2 separate regions of the Onychostoma macrolepis genome follow, and region 2 is linked to region 1. The links are chromatin contacts, called in public Hi-C maps. All regions are on one chromosome and are shown on one strand. Each heading gives the region's core, a stretch centred on a gene start, on an enhancer-like site or on the middle of the called end of the contact. The rest is flanking DNA. Distances are from core to core; before and after follow the strand shown. Region 1 holds the start of phrf1 (PHD and ring finger domains 1). Region 2 holds the start of glg1a (golgi glycoprotein 1a).

What was found. Hi-C and Micro-C count contacts between places; a contact is called where the count stands out from the background.
Region 2: a Hi-C map of muscle shows a contact between it and region 1, with 2.9 times the contacts expected there. The contact joins the promoter of glg1a here to the promoter of phrf1 in region 1. A contact is called at or near these places in 2 of 2 Hi-C or Micro-C datasets (both in muscle).

Annotation. Positions count from the first base shown.
Region 1 is chr25:20,694,424-20,699,510 of ASM1243209v1, forward strand. It overlaps phrf1 (PHD and ring finger domains 1), which reads right to left and starts at 2,414. Exons shown (of 18, transcript XM_058766828.1): 1 at 2,259-2,414; 2 at 1,453-1,596; 3 at 820-945; 4 at 91-278. The coding sequence starts at 1,546. LOC131534600 (a long non-coding RNA gene) reads left to right here and starts at 4,791. Exons shown (of 2, transcript XR_009269389.1): 1 at 4,791-4,983.
Region 2 is chr25:20,874,478-20,879,564 of ASM1243209v1, forward strand. It overlaps glg1a (golgi glycoprotein 1a), which reads left to right and starts at 2,762. Exons shown (of 27, transcript XM_058766996.1): 1 at 2,762-3,121. The coding sequence starts at 2,822. rfwd3 (ring finger and WD repeat domain 3) reads left to right here. Exons shown (of 13, transcript XM_058768095.1): 12 at 430-647; 13 at 828-1,359. The coding sequence ends at 971.

The DNA.
Region 1 (5,087 bases), core at 1,164-3,663:
ATACTGAATATCTGTATAGAATCAATGACCAAATATGGACAAGAACTTCATGCATGAGTGATGTAAATGGATGAAGCCCATCAGTCTTACATTTGACCACTCGAGGATGCAGTCCAGACAGAAGTAGTGCTCGCAGGACTCCGGCGTGGCCACGGGCTGCTCGTGGAATGAGTTCAGGCAGATGGGGCATTTCTCCGAGTCCTCGTCTGAGCTCAGACCCGCTGCATCCACAGCAGCACTCCCTACAGCTCCTTCCAGCACCTTCCCAGAGTCCTCATCTGAAGATACACACACAACAACAGTGTTTTCCCTCCCATGATTGTTTGAGGATGGTGTGATCAGTGTAACGATATGCATATTTTTGGGCAAATGCAAACACACCACTCCTAACGATTAATGTGCCACATGATCGGTTATCTGTTGGAAAACACTTTTATACAACTGAGATAATATTGTATTCATGTGGTTAGACATGCATTTTAGTATTTATTTTCATAATAAAATATTAAAGATGAAAACATCTTAAAAAATAATGATGTGAACATAAATCATTTATTTTAAACGCTGCAATATTGCATAAAAACACATGAACTGTCAGTTTAGATTTTATCGTGAGCTTAACATTTAGCGGTGATAAAAGGCCTTAAGAAGATAATTAATATTAAGATATTATTATTCTGGCAGTCGTTTAAATCATTAAATAGATCATACAAAAGGTGGCTTTAAAAGTCAAAAAAAATTTTAAATGTTCATGTAATCAACTAAAATTGAAAACAATAAAGATGTAAATAAAAAAGTCATGTTGAAGTTAAATCTTACCTTCACTTTCATCCTCATCTTCTTCCTCCTCCTCCTCTCCATCAAGGACTTCCTCTTGCTCGTCATCATCTTCCTCGCTGCCTGTGTCTCCTTCCTCTGATTCCCCCTCATCTGCGGAGTTGTCCTCTGAATTTCAGTGACATGCAGGAAGAGAAGTCATTAAAAATACAACAGAAAACAAAATAAAAATATGTATTTATGCAATCCTGACTACATAATATCTGATACACAGATCAGCATAAACCCTGTATCAATGTTTTAAAAAGTTAAAGTTTAGCAAGTAAAAATTGCACAAACATCCATCTTCACCTTGTGATTTATATATATATATTTTTGCTGTGAAATCTTTACTGATTTTTATCAAATAAATGTAGCAATAACTCTGATATTGTATCATATTATATGAGCCATAAAAGCTTTATGTATCAAATATGATACAAGAACACATACAAACTTTCTTTTAGATTTTTATTTTTTTTTTTAAACGTTTGTCTTAATAAACTGTTCAATTTCATAAAAATAATATTTTTCTGAGTATTATTTCATGTATCAGGCTTTCCAGGATGGATAGAGATGATTTAGGGCATACAACACTTCCTGTGTTGCTCCATTTATTGATGTGAGATTACAAACCGTCATCAGAGATGATGGACATGGCAGGTCTTTTTCCTTTTCCGTGGGAGATGTTCCTGTTGATCAGCTCATCCTGGCTGTCCTCCTCATCCATGGTTCTGCTCTGCTCTGATCTGATCTAGATATCTCTCAGCACTGAACAACCTGTAGGGCACAAAAATGCATTATACAATGTCAGCATCCACTCCAAATGTGACCAACATTTAAATACAATATCTAACAGCATAAATACAGCAGAATAACCTAATAATCTTTATCTTTCATAGATATAATACAGCAAAACACCTGCTACATCAAATAGCCAAATTCGAATAGACACACCATCACAAACTAATGCCTTAGATCATTTTTTACGTTAAAATGTCTTCATAAATGTCTTAATTTTGTACAGTTTGATACAAATGTCTCAATGCACATAACTCTCAGTGCTTTATTTATACGAAACAATGTTACTGACTTGATGCTAACGGCTAACACCAAGCCAGCTAATAAAAACACCGACATGCTTCATTTAAACTACACACTCCAGGAAGGCTATAATGAGGTGGATTGCAAACATGAAAAATAATCATTGCAAAAAGCCAAAAGTCGTTTTATTTTGTAAAACTGAGCCTTGAACACTTGTACTAAAGCTAGGGCTAAAGCTAACACGCTATCTGTGTTTCTTGCCCTTAGTCTAAATTTAACTCAACAGCTATTTTTGTTCAATTTCATATCCAGGCCGTATAAAACAGCTTTTAAAGGCGGTAATTGTCTCATTTATTGAAATCATCGGGGAGGTTATAGTTTTGAGCATCTGTACCTACCCTGTAAGGTTGTGTAAGACATTATTTGTGTTTTGAAGTCCACACGGCGTTTGTCTTTGACGCTGCCGGCTGGAGAAATTACGAATCCTACTATGGGAAGGATTCGCTCATGAATATTAATGAGGTGACGGGAGCTCCGCCCAATAGGCTTTCTACGATTGGCCGAAAGTGGGCGGTGGTCAACTGACAGATTTCACAATGAATCCTACTTAGGTAAAGGTTTGGGCTTATGAATATTAATTAGCAAGGTTACCAAGCAAATTTAGCATGACTAGATTAATATTCATGAACTAAACGTTCAGTGCTGCAAACACAGCCCTGTCGACCATTCTTCAGGTATTCTGTTTACATTTTAGTCTTTTTTTTTTTTTTCATTTCTTTTTTTTTTTTTGCTTAATTCACCAGCATTCACGATGATTACATAAAGCATTGTTTGTATATTTACTCTATATTGTTTTTCGCCTGCTGGTCAACATGCATTTTCTAAATTGACTGGTAAATTCTGATAAGATTGTTGTCCCTATTAAATTATTAATTCATTTTAGTCATTTGTTAAATGATTTATTTAGATAAGCAGCGTGAGCATGAAAAATGATCTAAATGAGTCTAATTCACAACATTGACTGGTCGAGGCCCTAATGGGACATGATGAGATGAAAATAAGACGAGAAGAAAAATTATATCCAAATGCTTTTGCATTCTCTCGCAAAACTTTTGCTTTCCTTGAGAAACTTTTCGTTCGCTCATAAAACATTTGACGTTTTCTCGCAAATCTTTTGCATTTGCTTGCAAAACTTATGCATTTTCTCTTAAAACATTTGCATTCCCCTGAGAAACTTTGCGTTCACTTGTAAAGTTTTTGTGTTCTCTTGCAGAAGTGTTGCTTTCAAACAAGGAACTTTGTGTTCGCTTGCAAAACCTTTGCATTCTTGCACAGAACTTTTGTGTTTCCCAAAAAGCTTTGCATTCACTTGCAAAAATTTATTGTGTTTCCAAAAATAAATGCGTTCTCTCAAAAATATTGTGTTCCACTGAGAAACACTGCATTTGATCGCAAAACTTTTGCATCCTATCTCAAAAGTAATATGCGTCCTCAATAAATTTTCATTCTCTCGCAGAAGTATTGTATTCACCCGAGAAGCTTTGCGCTCGCTCGCGCTTCACTCGCAAAACTTTAGCTTCCTCTCACAAAATGACTGAATTCCCCGGCAAAACTTTTGTGTACTTCTGAGAAATTTTGCTTTCACTCACAAAACTTTTCCATTCTCATAAAAAACGTTTGCGTTCGCCTGCAAAACTTTCACGTTCTCTCGCAAAACAATTGTTCCCTCAAAGTAACTTTGCATTCGCTTGCGAAAATTTTGAATTCCTCGAGAAATGTTACATTCGCTCAAGCTTTTGTTATGAAAATAATGAGGTATGAGAAAAAAAAAAATATATATATATTTCAATGCAAAGTTTCTTGAGTGAACGCAATACATTTGAAAAAAAAAAAAAAACGGCAAAAAAAATTTGAGAGCGAATGTAATTTTTTTTCCCCACATGTGAGCAAATGCAAAGTTTCTTTGGGGAACGCAATACTGTTGAGAATGTAAAAGTCTTGCTAGGGAACTCAGAAGCACTAATACATATATATACCTATATATTTATATATAGATCAGTGTTCCAGTCTCGTTTTTCCCCATCTTCATGTCCCTTTAGGGGCTCCATAGGTCGCAATTCCCTAATCAGCTTTTTACTACTTTATTTATTTATTTGTAAAGCATATTATATATAATATGCTTATATATATATATATATATATATATATATATATATATATATATATATATATATATATATATATATATATATATTACATCTAAATCAAACGTTTATTTTAAAACACCAACTCCATGCCCTCCCTATACTGGAATACTGCATAATAACTCTAAATATCTTTATCTTTAATTGAAAATAATCAACTTTATGTGACAGCTTACATAAAAAATGTAAAAAAAAAGCCATTCTAATTTTCAAAATGACTTTTCGCGCCATCTCTCTCTCTCTCTTTCTCTCTCTCTCTCTCTGCATCCTTCGTACGTGCACATCCACACTAGCTTCATGGCTTTACTATACAGAGTCCAACCACCTTCAGGACGCGGGGAGATCTTTTTCTAAAACGCGTAAAAACAACCCGCAGTTGTATCAACAGAGCAATTTTACACCAGATTCCACTCTCAAAAATCAAAACGCAAAGTATGATGCGCAAATGTTTAGCGGCACATCAGAAAAACGGAAAATAAGTGCGCCGAAAATGGTTTATTCCTAAAGTAAGACGTGCAAAACCGAACGCGCCGCACCCCGCTATAACTCTGAGAAAATCCACCGAACGAGTTGATGCTCCCAGTCAAGCCCCTCCGACGCTGTAATTCGATAGTTCCATTTAATAGGCGGGCTTTCGGCGAGGAGCTCGGCCAGCTATTGGCTGACTGCCACGTCGATCAAGCGCTGATTTGCATAAGCAGGTCAGGTTGCAGTTGCAGGGGAGTGGGCAGGGTTGGGATAGCGCAAGTGAGCTGAACTTCTGCGCTGCTGTAGTGCACTATCCTCAATTTAATACTTTATTTCAGAAATTATTTTCTTTGACGAAAACAGCTCTAGCCTCGTGTGTTTTTATCAACACCGCTAACGACTGTCGGATTTGCTCTTCTCTCAGTAATTAACGGTTTATTGGGAAGTTGAGGTGAGTAAGTGTGGCTTTTTGCTTCAATTGTCTGTCAAAATAATTATAATCGATTTATTTGAACGTGATAAACTGACATGCCTTCATCATTTGATCTTTTAACA
Region 2 (5,087 bases), core at 1,512-4,011, 180 kb after region 1:
TCTGTATAGGAGTGGCACAATTAAATCAGGAAAAATAAAGAACATTTGCAGTGATCTTTTTTTTTTTTTTCCAACATTTATTCTATGCTGCTTCTCTTTCCTTGCTACACTTTTTAATTCATTCTATTTGAATGTTTGCTACAATTCGAATAAAAGATGTCGCTACTTACATTTCATTGTGACTTTAAACGGATATTTACAAATAAAATTATAATAGCCCAGTGCAGTCATAAAATCACTAATTTCAGTTGTTTAATCAATTTTTACTTTAATACAATATTAGTGATTTTTTAATATCAATATAATGATTTATATAATACACATTCCTATTTTAATTTAAGGTTGCATGCATGTCTTTGTCCTGTGATTTCTTGCATCTTGGTTCCTTTTTAAAAGCATTCACATTCATGTCTGTTTTGTGTCGTCCAGGTCGCGCAAACCCGTCCCTGCGCTGTGTTTTAATGGAGCTCAGCCGGACGCCTCAGACAGACAGCAGACAGCCGCCCGTCTGCTCCTGCTCTCCAGTCCAGACCTTCATCGCTGGATCCTCCTGCAAGCTGCTCACCAAGAACACCGTGTTCAAGAGTCCGGCCGGAGAGGGAGCCACGCTGGTGTGTGCTGGAGACGAGGCCACAAACTCCACCATGGTGAGAAACGCTCTTCATCCAGTCACTTACACACAGATCACATCCAGTCCAGCCCTGTGCTCGTGCTTCTCATTCAGTATCGACTTTCATTTGGTTACGCATTGCTTGTGTAAGCAGTTTGACGCTGGTTCTGTTAGTTATGCGCACATATTGACTATGATTTCTCCGTTCTGTCTGCAGGTCTGGGATGCCAGCACTGGTGCTCTGCTTCAGAAGATGCCTGCGGATCTCCCCGTGTTGGACATCTGTCCGTTTGGGGTCAACCAGAGCAGTTATCTGGCCTCTCTGACCGAGAAGATGCTGAAGGTCTATAAATGGGAGTGAGACTGAGAGTAACATTCAAACAAAAATCTGCATAAGCATTTTTCATAAACCAAATACTGGTGGACTGGGACGCCGTGTGACACTTTTTTCTGTGTTTTGTTTGTTTTAAATCTTAATCCTTTATTTTATTTTCTGTACATTATAAAGAGTTTTCTGTTTCTGACCTTAAAATCAGGGCTTATTTTTAATGTCTTAGTTTTCATTGTATATATATATATATATATATATGTAAGTGGTTTTTTTTAAATTTGTTTAATAAAACAATAAATGCCTACATTGACAGTTTGTGAGCACCTTAAAAACATCTGTATAGGAGTGGCACAATTAAATCAGGAAAAATAAAGAACATTTGCAGTGATCTTTTTTTTTTTTTTCAAGTTAATAAAGTTATAAGCAATATTGTCTTAACAGGGATTTGAGTCAAATCGTTATTTCTTGGGTGTCATAAATTTAAGAAATGTTCCTCTGCAGTGGTCCAGCAGTAACAGGGTTGTGTGCAAAATTTGGGCCATGGTTAAATATGTTATTAAAATAAGAGTTATTGTTTTTTTTTTTTACTACAAATAACAGGTGAATAGTGCCAATATTTTAACTAACAGATCTCACCATACTTTCCCCTTTCCATTATTAAGCATAGTATATTAAAATAATTGTTTTGTATTGCAAGTTTTCTGAAATATGTTTAAATATGCAAGGTATATTCGAATTACTAATTTACATAAATTCAGAAATCTACATTATAAAGCCAAAAAACAACATTATTTCATTTTGTTGGCATTTTATAGTTAAAGGTTTGTGCAATGGGATTTTGAATATTTTTATTATTCCATAAATCACAGAATATTGTCAATATCTATAAAAATATATATTATTTCACCATATTTTAAGAAAAACATGCTATTACAAATAAAGCAAATATTCTATGTACAAACCTCTGTAAAACCTTCAGAAAAAAATATGTATATATATATATATAAACCCTTTTTGCAACGTATGTGCTGTAATTGAAATCTACGGCCAGACGTAAATAGATAGTGTAATAAAACATTACAACTTGCATAATTCTGAAGTTGTGTCATGTAAATAAAAATTGTTTCTGCAGAATATAAATTTGTCTTCCTCCAGAGGGCGCATTCTCCCTTCAACTCGAAGGCTTGAGCTATATTCCTTTGTTTTTTTTGCAAGATACGTTTGCTTTATAAAAGATAGAATAATTTAAATGTTAGAAATTTTGAAGTATTGTTTGACATAAAATGTAATTCAAACGCAAAAAGAATCTCTATTAAAATAAATACACAATCATGTAATCGTAATCGATCGTGATTGGTGCATCGTGGTCATCGCTGAGAAAAGTTACAGGAACCAGATGACAACACCATATTACGCGTTACTGCAGCAGCGTTGTGGATCATGATTTTTTTCCTGAATAAAGACACTAAATAAACTTAAAATGGTTTGACTGAGAATACACAGTGAGAAGTTAAAACATAAAAATAACGTTACTTATAGTTGCACACACCCATCGTACAAAGTCTCTGGACCTCTAAGCCCCGCCCATTTCTCAACTCACTGTTTCATGCTAATTTCTTTCCTTATCTTCCTTTCATCTAATAAACCAAGTATCTCTAAGTCTCCGTCTACGTGGCCCATGTTTAGTTCGTGAACCCTGAATTCCGCACCACTTCAACCGAGAACTAACGAATCCTACTACGGTTGGGGATTTAGCTCATGAATATTAATAAGGCAACCAGCTCGGACTTTCAGGAAGCGACTCGACGTCAGAGCGTGCTAATTAATATTCATGAGCGTCCTCCTGGCCGTAGTAGGATTCGTAAGTTGTCTCCGCGAAGATGGCGGCGTGTAGACGTGTGCAGCGACTGCTGCTGTTGATATTCATCTCCGGCTGGATGTCTTCCGCTCATGGAGGCAAATCGGACACCGATAACGCCGCGGATAATCCCGAAAGAGGCAGAAACGCGGCGGGAGAGGGCAAAGCGGCGGCGCTGGACGGGGCCTCCGCGGTGCGGCGCAGCGGCGGCTGGAAGCTCGCGGAGGAGGCGGCCTGTCGGGAGGACGTGAGCCGGATCTGCCCCAAACACTCCTGGAACAACAACCTGGCCGTGCTCGAGTGCCTGCAGGACCGAAAAGACGTAAGAAAACACGGCCGAGTCTGTATTTAACGCATAGTCTGTGAGCGCGTGGCGATTAAAGCCGCGTACAGAGCAGAACTGACCGATCATAGTCTGCATAACGTTACGTTACTGTGTTATTCTAACACACATCTGGATCTGCAGCGTCTTCGTGCATTTGTGCGACATTCATAAGTTAAAGATCATATAGATTCATAAGCAACAAGCGTGAGAAGATTTTATTCATATTTAAACATCAGACGCAGTTTGACAAGAAAGGCCTCTGAATGTCACATACAAGCAGTTTTGGGGGGTTGAAGATCCGGTTATCACGGTTAATAGAGTGCTTCCTGTTAACGGCCGTGTCTCAATCCCTAATGAGCTGCCTACTTAGAGCTCAGCTGCACGCCCAAATATGCGGTCTGAGTCAGCCCCTCTGTGACGTCACCTGCACTGCTAGCGCGCGGCGACCGATGTGATATTTTGAAAAATGCGGTCGCTGATATTATAGCAGCAGGGTGGTGAATTATGTAATGCTAGCAAATGAGATGAGCACAATGGCTTCTGTTGAAGTCGGCATTATCACTGCTACTCATTAAAATCTATGTATTATGAACGTTTGTGCTTTATGCAAATATTTATTTTAATTTTACTTTTTAATATTTAATTAATTTAATAACTCAGTGTTTCAGTTAAATGGTCTGACTTCTCTCAGGTGACGCATGCTGGACTTCTCCAATCATTTAGTGCGCTTAAACCCCGCCCCGCTACTTTTGACTCCGAGGCTGTGTTCCAGTCCCTTCACTTTTGCAAACTTGCCTCTGTCTCGTTTACTCGGATGTACGTCATTGATTACGTTGCATGAGTGCCCACTTCTGGCCGAACCCTTGCGATGGGGCTGAACTGGGACGTCCTGAGCCCTTGATCACTTTCGAATTTGCTATACAGTTGGTTTATTGTTTACATTTTTCCCCTTACGAATTTGTTCGGTGCAGCGTTCCGTATGTATATAGGTATGCTTGGGCTGTTTTAAATGTTAAAAAAAATTATTTATATATTATAGAGTTGGTTGGGGTGGGGATAAATTAAACGCGGTCTGTGATGACGTCATAATCGTGTTGCATTGTGGTCTATGGAGCGGCCTGAAGTGTGCATATGAAGCAGACTCGCTCCCTCGGTCAAAACAGGAAGTTCGCGAGTGCATGTCTAAAAGTGGAGTGGAACGCAGCAGCCCAAGCTCACCTTCATTTTTGAGTGCCATGCCCACATCTTAAAGGGAAAGATCATCCAAAAATCATGTCTTCCAAACCTGTAAGAGTTGCTTTCCTCTGTTGAGCACAAAATAAGATATTTTGAAGGATGTTGGCAACCAAACAGTTGACGGTAGCCGTTGACGTGGTATTTTTACCTTACTGTGAAAGTCAATGGCTACCGTCAACTGTTTGGTTGCCAACATCCTTCAAAATATTTTCTTTTGTGTTCAACAGAGGAAAGACTGTTCCAAACATGCACGCTTTGAATAAATGAACATTCAATCAACAATCAGCAGATAAATTGGCTGATATAATGTTGCATCGGGCACTTCCGAGAAAGCTCATTTTTCATATCATTCTTATAAGCCGAATTATAATTATCACGAATAGGTTTACCTGTAAAATTTTTTTTTTTTTCTATATATATATATATATATATATATATATATATATATATATATATATATATATATATATATATATATATATAATATATATATATATATATATATATATATATATATATATATATATATATATATATATATATATATATATATATATAATATTATATAATATTTCTTCACAATATTTGCAAATATTTTTGTTTTTAGTATGTTTTAGTTGCATTCACCTAAAAAAATAACAATAAAAATACTTATAAAAAAAATTCTGAAAGTGATTCTGGGGATATCATTACTCGGTGTTGTAGTTGTGGTATAATTAGAACGATT